3 separate regions of the Sus scrofa genome follow, and regions 1 and 3 are each linked to region 2. A link is a contact called in public HiChIP or PLAC-seq data. All regions are on one chromosome and are shown on one strand. Each heading gives the region's core, a stretch centred on a gene start, on an enhancer-like site or on the middle of the called end of the contact. The rest is flanking DNA. Distances are from core to core; before and after follow the strand shown.

What was found. HiChIP or PLAC-seq counts read pairs in DNA pulled down with a chosen protein or histone mark.
Region 1: an H3K27ac HiChIP or PLAC-seq map of skeletal muscle shows a contact between it and region 2. The contact joins two enhancer-like sites. A contact is called at or near these places in 6 of 47 Hi-C or Micro-C datasets (heart right ventricle, mesenteric adipose tissue, retroperitoneal adipose tissue and 2 more) and 1 of 2 datasets of contacts at active chromatin or transcription factors (skeletal muscle).
Region 3: an H3K27ac HiChIP or PLAC-seq map of skeletal muscle shows a contact between it and region 2. The contact joins two enhancer-like sites. A contact is called at or near these places in 1 of 47 Hi-C or Micro-C datasets (heart right ventricle) and 1 of 2 datasets of contacts at active chromatin or transcription factors (skeletal muscle).

Annotation. Positions count from the first base shown.
Region 1 is chr1:208,295,250-208,298,591 of Sscrofa11.1, reverse strand. All of the region lies in intron 2 of NFIB (nuclear factor 1 B-type), which reads right to left. Among named protein-coding and RNA genes, the nearest start is that of NFIB, 110 kb to the right of the region's middle. Within about 2 kb of position 1,606, at least 35 of the 83 cell types and tissues checked have an H3K27ac peak or open chromatin away from gene starts, as enhancers often do. A contact at or near this core is called in retroperitoneal adipose tissue, skeletal muscle and subcutaneous adipose tissue, where this site is marked.
Region 2 is chr1:208,148,550-208,151,695 of Sscrofa11.1, reverse strand. All of the region lies in intron 1 of LOC100514506 (a long non-coding RNA gene), which reads left to right. Among named protein-coding and RNA genes, the nearest start is that of NFIB, 32 kb to the left of the region's middle. Within about 2 kb of position 1,600, at least 36 of the 83 cell types and tissues checked have an H3K27ac peak or open chromatin away from gene starts, as enhancers often do. A contact at or near this core is called in retroperitoneal adipose tissue, skeletal muscle and subcutaneous adipose tissue, where this site is marked.
Region 3 is chr1:208,363,149-208,366,433 of Sscrofa11.1, reverse strand. NFIB (nuclear factor 1 B-type) reads right to left here. Exons shown (of 12, transcript XM_021063648.1): 6 at 1,892-2,010. Among named protein-coding and RNA genes, the nearest start is that of NFIB, 180 kb to the right of the region's middle. Within about 2 kb of position 1,488, at least 1 of the 83 cell types and tissues checked has an H3K27ac peak or open chromatin away from gene starts, as enhancers often do. A contact at or near this core is called in skeletal muscle, where this site is marked.

The DNA of each region.
Region 1 (3,342 bases), core at 357-2,856, 150 kb before region 2:
TGTGTTGTGCTTTTATCACTTGCTAACAGGTAAAATAAGCTGCTTAAATTTTACAAATAAACAGTATCCTCAGGTATTATATTTTGAAAATAGAACTGACATGATACACACACACACACACACACACACACACACACACGGATTTAGCTGTGAGACAAACATTTTTTGTTTGATTTTTGTTTTTAAAGAGTAAAACATCTGAGAGAATAAAAGCCATTGCAAATGCCTTGTTTAGCTGTGATGAGCAGAATGCATAAAGGTAATATGATGGCAAAAGAGCTATTGGAGGATAAAAATAACAAGACTATAAAATAATAAGAGTACAACTTCAAAATTCTCTGACCACTATCATCTCTCAGGATGGCTGAAAGGGATCTGGTGATGAGCTTTGGGAGCTGAACAGAAGAATACAACTTCAAATTGAAAATTACTTTATGGTCACACCCCACAGATTGAATGGTGTTGGAGCCAGACTAAACGAGGCACTCAAATGGAGTCCTGAGGGGAAAATATAAGAATGGTTTGCTATTATGAAAATCCACCATTAAGTGGAGAAAAAAAAAAAAAAGATAATTTTTAAAAACCATAAAAACCAGAATCAAGGCAAAGTTTCTAAATGGTAAGACATGAAAATATGAGCTGAATGCCTTCTTTGTCTTTAAAAAATGAAATATCCATACGTTTGGCATGTATATGGTATTCTCTAATTTATCTGAGAAATGTGTAAACACATCTATGCAAAGAGCTATCATGAAATGTGATGTCATATTCCTTATGAAAAAAAAAATTCCCTTTCTCAATGTCAATTAAAACCAAATTTAGCTTTAAAACTCTATGACCTCTACCATTTTTTTTTCTAGGTTAGCTGAAAAGGATCTATTGACTAGCTTTGTGAGCTGAAGAGTTGAATGCTACTTTAGATAGAAAATTATTTCTTTCACTCTATAAGAATAATTATCACGGCGATTACACAATTATTATAATTATATCTGTAAGAACTGTTATTGGGAATTTATCTCTGAAACAGTCTCATGCATTGCAGGGGACATTTATCTTTTTTAATGATCACCAACACAAGTGTCTTTTTGTAGCTATATAAGTGATTCTACCTCTTTCTATTAATATCCTCTCGCAGGCTGAAGAAGCCAAAGGAGACAGCCCCCACAGTTTTCTCCCCTTAAAGCAACTGTTTCCGTCAAGCCGGGCCTGTAGCGGTTTCTGAGACAGAAAGCTTACACTTCCCCTTCATGGCAGCACAACCTTCACCATGTGCTTTCCTATATGCATGGAAACCCCCCAACAAAGCCCCTCCAATCTGTGTTTCATAAACTGTACTCTACGAGAAGTAGCAATAAAGTTTATTACAGACCTAAAGTATCTGCCTAAACCCGGTTAATTGAAAAGTGGGTGGAGAAGGCTGCCAAATTAAATGTTTACATTAGCACAGCTGTATTGTAAAAACATTCTGCCCCCTGTGCTTTGTAATTATAAGATATTTCTGGACTGTGTATCTCTACAAAGTTTATCTCCACTGCCAAGAGTGTCTTGGCACGGAGCGGCTGCAGTTTTTGGCAGCCAGGAGCTCGCAGCGCGGGCAGGATCTAAAATGGCTGCCAAGCGGCCTCGTGAAATGTCGCCGGGCCGGCCCGCCTCGCCTCGCCTCGCCTCGCGCGGAGGCCGGAGGGCGGCGGCCGCCGGGCCTCGGAGCAAGCGCGGAAGCACGTTTCCCACTGCAAGGGGCTCGGTACGACACCCTGCTTCACAAAGCGGCCTGAGACGCGAACGCCAGAGCACCCCGGGGACCCTCCCCGTCGCAAAGGGGCGCCCAGGGGTCTCCCCTGCATTTCACTGAGGCCTAGGCCCAGAGGGCCCTCTCCTCGTGAGAGAAACCCGATCAACTTTGTGGGAAGAAGTAAAATAAGAACGCCCCACTCCGGGGACATGTACTCCAGCAAAAGCATGAGCCAAGCCCACATTTTCCTATTTGCAAGGGCATGATTTTGACCCGGACTTAAAGTCTTTCGCAAAGCATGGGTGTATGCAAAATGAAAACCTCCCAAATAGTTCACGGGCTTCCTTTTCTTTCCTTAAGAGGCTGTGCTTCTCTTACATCATCAGAGTAACACATTTTAAGGAAGGAAAAAAAAAAAAAAAAAGATTTAGACCCTTCTATGGCAAACATCCAGAGCACAAAACCCACTTAATTGTAAAAATCGAGACCAAATCCATGGTGTATGCAAGTTCCAAGGATTGACCAAAAGGAGGGAGGGCAGGGGAGGGAGGGGCTGACTGGAACTCTTAACTGTCCAGGCTGCTCGGAGTAGGAAGGCAAAAAGCCCTTAAATTATAAACTAAAATGCTTCAGAAGGACACCTAGATCTCACAGGATGTGTACTGTCTCTGTCCTGTCTTTTCTCTATTAAAGTCCCAGCTAAAATGCTGTGTCCACAGCTGCCAAATACTACATAATGAGGTCACTGGATTTTTTCTTTTAGGGTGTTCCACAATTGTAAGCTTAGGTTGAGAGACACGGCAGGCCTGGTGTACTATACTTCAATCATTACTAAGCTTCATCTGAATCCAACATTGTCTCTGACCAGAGAAAATTCAGAAGTGAAAGATGAATTCCATAATGCTGACCTGGACCTGTGGCACTCATTACACTCATACTGCTTATTCACTAAATGCCCAGTCTTTCGAGCTTTAATTGTATGTCCACACACAGCACAGCCACACCAATGATTTCCACTTTATTTCTTAAAATCTTCAACATTATAGAATGTCTAATGTCTCTGTAATGGTATATTTTGAATACTGTCTATTCACTAGCACTCACTTGAAATACATACACACACATACCTCTTGGACCTTTGTAAGACAGAACATTTTTTAACCACTGTTAAAAAATTCTGAACAAAAGACATTTAGGGATTTTCAACCCTTGCTTAATTAGTTATCAGGAGGATCAAAGTCCCATAGTTGGAGAACAGCAGGCCACTCTTAACAGACTGGTGAAAAAAGTTGGTATGTTCAGAAAGTATCTCCAGTTTCCTGTAACATATATTTGCTTTTTTTAGGGCCATACCTACAGCATATGGAAGTTCCCAAGCTAAGGGTTGAGTGGAGCAGTAGTCACTGGCCTACGCCACAGCCACAGCCACAGCCACAGCAATGGAAGAATCAGAGGACCAGCACCCCACCCTCCCCATGCCCTCCCCTGTCTGTGACCTACACCACAACTCATAGCATCCCTGGATCCTTAACCCACTGAGTGAGACCAGGAATCGAACTCGTATCCTCATGGATACTAGTCAAGTTCATAACCACTGAGCCACCATGGGA
Region 2 (3,146 bases), core at 351-2,850:
CGGCCCCGCAGCGCACCGGGGGATCTAGTTTCCCTGGACGCTTCTGCTTGCTTGTTGGTTTGGAAGTCGAAGCCCCGGGATAGTGAAGCTGGCCGCAAAAATCTCCAACCCCGCTAATCCTAGACAAAATAAAAACGTAATAGCCCATAAACCAGCAACCTTGGGGTACTTTATTTGGGAGTCTCCTGGAGGCACGTCCCTGCGGGATCTTCTGTGAGGGAACCTTTCTACCTCAAATTTTCCCGTGTGTGGGAAGACCACGAAGTTATTAAAACAGCGTTTCCCCTCTCCTGCCTAGTCCCATTCCCTAAACGGGCATAAAAACATCCCCTGAACCGGCTGCATCTACAGTTCTGGTGGGGAGGGTTGGGGGTGGGGGTGGGGGTGGGGGAGAGGCACAGGAGGCTGGCACTGAGACCAGCTCCAGCAGGAATTTGCCCCACACCAGGACGGAGGGTCTCCCAGGGAGACAAAACCCAGCTGGAGAAATCTCGGCCTGAGAGCCCCTCGCCCCACTCGGGGGAAACGACCCGCCCGGCACGAAGGATGTGACTCCCGATCCCCACGCCGGGAAACTGGAAGGCATGCGGAATCTCGAGGCTCCAGCAGGGTGGAATCTCAAAGAAAAAAAAAAATCTGGAAAAAAAAAAAGCTAAATTTGAACAAAACTAAACTACAAGCCCTCAGGTCCCCGAGTTGCAAACGAGGTGGGGGAGGAGGGGGCGGGAACGGCCACGGCGCACAGAGTGGGGGGATGTGGAACCAACTCTGAACTCTATCCCCTGCAGAGTCGGTGCCTACGGGGGCTCCAGCAACGCGCGCTCCCACTCTCAAGGTTTGGACTCACAAGGGAGGCCGAAGGTGGGAGGGAGAGGAGAGAAGGATAGATGGAGGTGGCGTGGGGTGGGGGGGTTCTTTTTCTTCCTCCTGCCTGCACCAGCCTAGGGGAACTGGAGGTGGCAAAGCGCGAAGAAAACTTTGGAAAGTTTTGGTAGCACGGTTAGCAGCGGAGACGCAGGGCAACAAGCTGTGCTTGGATGGGCACGGGGGAGCGGGCTGGGTGCTACTGGGAGACCAGGTCCTGAAGCAGTTAAAGATCCAAGTCTCCCAGGTCAGGTCCGCCCCAGCCCCAGAGGCTTCAAGGGGCCAAAGGACTGTGGGGAGTCTGAGGACGTTTCTCTAGGAGACAGACCGGGCGGAGCTGGGAGTTCGGCGGGTTGTATTGGTGCCGAAAACGGTACTCAGCGATGGCTCGGAGCTTCAGCAGTAAAGACTTGTCTGCCAAGGCGGGATTAGATCCGTCGGCTCAAGAGCTCGGTCCCCCACCTTCCCCTACCCAGCGAGGGCCGTGCGGGCGCCAGGGATGCTTGGGGAGCTCTGCTCGGTTTCCAGTCGCGCACCGGGTCTCCGCGCACCACGTGCGCCCAAGGCCTCAGGTGGGCACATTTGGGAGAGTGCGCCGGAAGGGGTGGGAGCCACGGAGCTATGATCAGGCTTCTGCCGACTTCCCAGCCAGATCCTCCTTGCTGGAGGCAGGACACAGTGAGTGGCCCAACCCAACTTCTCCCCGCACCCTGGGAAGGAAGTGTGGTGCGCTCGCTGGAGCGCGAGGCCGCAGCCCGCCCATGCCGCATACGGCCTGGCATTCTGCTTTTCCTCACTGCGCACCAGGGAAAGGCATAATTCAATTATACCATCCAAGTGCAACACAGCCTTTTCCTCTTTTGCTCTGGAGCCTAGGGCGTTTCGAAGAGGAATCTCCCAATTCTCAAATAAATACCTACCGCTCTAAAGCCGAACTGGGTTCTGTACTAACTACTGGGGTTTGGGGGCGGGGGGAACGGGAAGAATCCAAATTGGATATGAATTTACAGCCTGAAGCAGCTTATTTAGGCTCATGGAGTGCCATTCCAAACGACACAGCTCGCGCTATTTCGAGATACGTTGGAGATTGGAGAGAAAACAGGGTTATTTAAAAGTGACTCCCTTAACGCAACTTTCCTTCTCCGGCTCCCTAGGTGACTGCGTCAGGGCTCCAGCTTAAGGCGGTCTGGTCGGCCCAGCCTTTGATATTTAAGCCTGGCCTGCTCCCGGGTGAAACTACCTGTTGGGAGATTCCGCAGCCTAGACGTTTGGCCCTCCTTCCTGCCCACCCCCCCGCCCCCACCCGGTGCAATCCTGGCGGCGACGGAATGGTTCTGGGTTGGCACAAGAAGGGAGAAGACCAAAGAGTCGAGAGTATCGGACAAAGTCAGCTGCGCCTGGCGTTGCCCAGAGAGTTGCCCCCCCCACTCCGCCCCCGGCTTCCGCTTGCTCTTGGGGACAGGGAGGTGGGCCCCAGAACGCTGTGTGGGGCCCCTGGCCGCAGGGGTGGGCACAAACTCCACACGATTCTCTAAATTCGGAAACCACAACGCGTTGCAGTTTGTACTGGCACTTTGGAGCAAGTCTAACTTTAGAAAACAAAAAGCCTCCTAGCTCTTCCTCGCGCCCACCCCCACCTTGCAACGATAACACCCCTCACTTTTCTCTGCACCGAAATTCACTTTACTACCTCTTGAAAATCGGAAAATTCCGCGGCGGCTTGGACGCGCTGCAACGCAGAGGCTGCTTAAAGCTCTTGTAGGAGTTTCTTGAGGGAAATCACTCTGTTCTTGAGAGCAAACAGAATCTCCGTATTTTTACACAACCTAACTGGATGAGGGAGCGGAGCTAGGAAGGACAATTTGAGCCTTTGCAGCCCGTTGGAGGAAATTTCGGAGACTGGGGATAGGGGGTGCTTTTCTCTCACAAGAACCTGTGGGAAGGATAGCTCCGTCTGGCCCTGGGGCTGCAAGTTTCACTTGGGAAGCACACAGCCCGGGTCTGGTGCGCGTTGAATAACATTCTTTCCAGCAAACTCTGCAGCAAATCCCGCCCTGACATTAAATTGGGGTAGATGTGGCGATGCAGGCTGGGCTGAGCCGTGAAATTTCCCCCCAGACGGGGAAGGCTCTCCTCGCGTCGTGTCTCCGATGCGGGTTTCTGCTTTCTTATAGTGAACCCCGCTTCGTTTTGGGAGCAGTGAAATTTGGGAGCGGCCCTACGGAGGGGCTCATTTGGGGTCGAAGGGGACGGATAGACTTTCTCTGTCGCTAGGGGTACAG
Region 3 (3,285 bases), core at 239-2,738, 210 kb before region 2:
TATAATAAAGAACACCTACACTTCTGAACAACGCATCCATTCCCACCCATTCACAATGTTATTATTATTATCATTAGAATCTTTCCCAGAACAATTTTTGAATGGTGAAAATATGGCTTTGTTTAGAAAAAACTGACAATGTCAGTAAAACACTCAATACAATATAAAGGGTTGAGGGTTTTGCTTTTATTCTCACTTCTGCAAGTCTGGTGAAGTTCCTGTTACTTTTTGCCTTTGCTAATGAGACTGGCGTCCTGCCCATCAATGGTTCATGTATCCAACAGATATTTGTTTGCCCCTACTATGCATCGAGTGTCGTGCATGGTTACCAGGCTCTTGTTATACCATAGCCAAAACAGATAAAAGTCCCTGCCCTCATAATGCAGACAGATTTACACAATCCCAGAAGCAAATATGGAACTACATATTATGAGTACAGTGAAGGAACAATACTAGGTGTTAAGAGAGAAAGACCTTATTTCACTTGAAATCCCTCAGTTTAGACTGTGACCTGAAAGATGACCAAGAATTTGCCAGATGAACAGTTAAAAGAGGAACACACTGGAGGTTAGGGCTTATATTAAGATTTGGGGTGTTACATTTCCAAATCTAAACAAAGCAGCAGGCTTAAGTGCAAGAAGGAAATAGACAGCTTCTGCTGGGGCTGGGGCAGTGGTCAGAGGCCAGAGGGCAAAAAAAGGTCTATGGATTATATGAGGAAATTCTGACTTTCTCCTAGGTAGAGATGGAAGTGAATGAAGCAGGAGAATGATATGACATTGTTCTGTTTTATTTTTTTGCTTTTATTTTTAGGGCTGCACCTGTGGCATATGGAAGTTCCCGGGCTAAAGGTCAAATTGGGGCCCTAGCCTCTGGCCTATGCCAGAGCTATGGCAACACCGGATCTGAGTCGTATCTGTGAGCTACACCACAGCTTGTGGTAATGCCAGATCCTTAACCCACTGAGCAAGGCCAGGGTTAGAACCTACACCCTCACAGATACTAATCAGGTTCTTAACCTGCTGAGCCACAAGAGGAACTCTGACATGATTATGTTTTAAAATAAGGTTTTGTCTACTGTGGGAAGAAGACACTGGGGAGGGGGAGGGGGTCTCAGAGCCAAAACTCTCCAGCTGATTTTCAAAAAGAATAAAAATAAATAAAAATTGTAGTGAGCTAATCTATTTCCATGTTTAATAATAACGGCAAAAAGGCATGAGCATGTCCAATGAAATATATTTACTCCAATAGACTTTAAGCATGAAAAAGAGCTAAGCATGAATTCAGAGAGCCACATAACCCCTATTTCTTCAAGTTATATTTTTTCCTCAGAGCTGCCCTAGAACCAGGTGATAATTTTATCTAGAAAGAATAACTCAAGTGACTCAGATGTCACGTGTCTCCCATTACACTTTTATTTATTGCTGATGTTGTACCTACTTCCAAGAGGAAGTACAGCTTCCTCTAAATGGGAACTTTCAGTAACTGGCACTTGCAAACTGCTTAAAGCTTGGCTCCTTCTTAAAACACCCCATAGAGAGCAGCAAACTGATCTAACTGAATCTGAACTAGTGCTTCTGCTGCAATCCAACCAACTAATGTAGACAGATCACCACCAGTCACATACAAAGTGAAGGTTCTAAAAGATCATTTTGTCCAGAGGAAAAAAGTTCAAAAAACATATAGAAGTGTGGGATTTTTGTACCTTTACTTTAACAACCTTTGACTAGTGTTACCTTAAAATGTTATGTTAAAAATACCTTTACTGCAATCATCTCATGAAGAAAATATAATCCATACTAATTCAATCATGAAATTTTGACTAAATGAAACTTATGAAATGAATCGACATTTTACTCTATTTCCCTAGAGACAACTCCTTCCTCCTCACCTTGATCTCTTTCATGCCATGTTCGACTTCCAGCAGCTGGTGAATTCGGAGAGGGATAAAAGTCTCCTGTAGGACTTGGTTCCATGTTTTCATCTATGGATATAGTTTTGGGTCTTTTGCTGTTAAAATATGATGACAGTTAACATTAATAGGATTTCTGGGAAGATATGTGGCATTTGAAAGTATATAATTTGAGAAGATTCTTTCTGTGGAAATGTCCATAAATACAAGAAAAAGTATCTCAGATTCATTATAAAATAATGGTAAGTATTCAAGTCATCAACAGTAGTAAACATTTCTAGTTGTACATATCATTTATTATACCACAATATAATTGTTCCTGCCTAACAAATATGACATTTGTTATATCTACCCTTTTAAAAATTGAAGTATAGCTGATTTAAAATGTGGTGTTGTGTTTACCTTTTGAAATATATTTCCAGAAGTAAACTAGTATTTTCAGTTGTAAAAAATAAATTCTGAATGTGATAAGTATATTAATTTTAGAACCATTGTTATGATTTTACCTGCCTCATAATAATTATCAATATTAATCATGCTCATCTTGCCATCAACAATGTAATTCTTTCATATCAATTCAAAGGTAAGTAAACTCCTTAGCCTTCCTAAGCTCAGTTTAAATCATCTGTAAAATGGAAATAATAAAACCTAGTTCAAAGGGGAATGGCTGAGAGGATTAAATGAGTTTTTAAATGAGTTTTTAAACATAAAGCGCAGTGCATTTAGTGGCTGGCATTTAGAAGGTACTTATTAAATAGTAATTATTAGTAGTAACCTATCAATAATATTAAACATTTTGTGGTACTTTACTGATTATAAACTATTTTGTACATTCTTACTGAGCTTTTCCTAAAAAATTAGGTTATTGATCCTTTATTCCTAAGATCAACCACAAAAAAATGGGGTATTGCCAAATTCAAACCAAATGGTATACTTTTATTTTTATTTATTTATTTAGTCTTTTTGTCTTTTCTAGGGCCATGTGCGGCATATGGAGGTTCCCAGGCTAAGGATCTAATTGGAGCTGCAGCTGCCGGCTTATGCCAGAGCCACAGCAATGTGGGATCCAAGCCACAACGCAACCTACACGACAGCTCACAGCAACGCCAGATCCTTAACTCACTCTGAGTGAGGCCAGGGGTCAAACCCGCAACCTCATGGTTCCTAGTCAGATTTGTTAATCACTGAGGCATGAAGGGAACTCCCCAAATGATATACTTTTAAAATAACATTTTAATAAAAAAAAAACATGGCTTTATCTCAATTATTAAGAAAAATGAATATTTAGAGTAGAGATTAAAAAAGCTATTCTATGGCACATACCATAATACTTTATATGTTGCTATCATGTACCTCCAATACCCCATTAAACA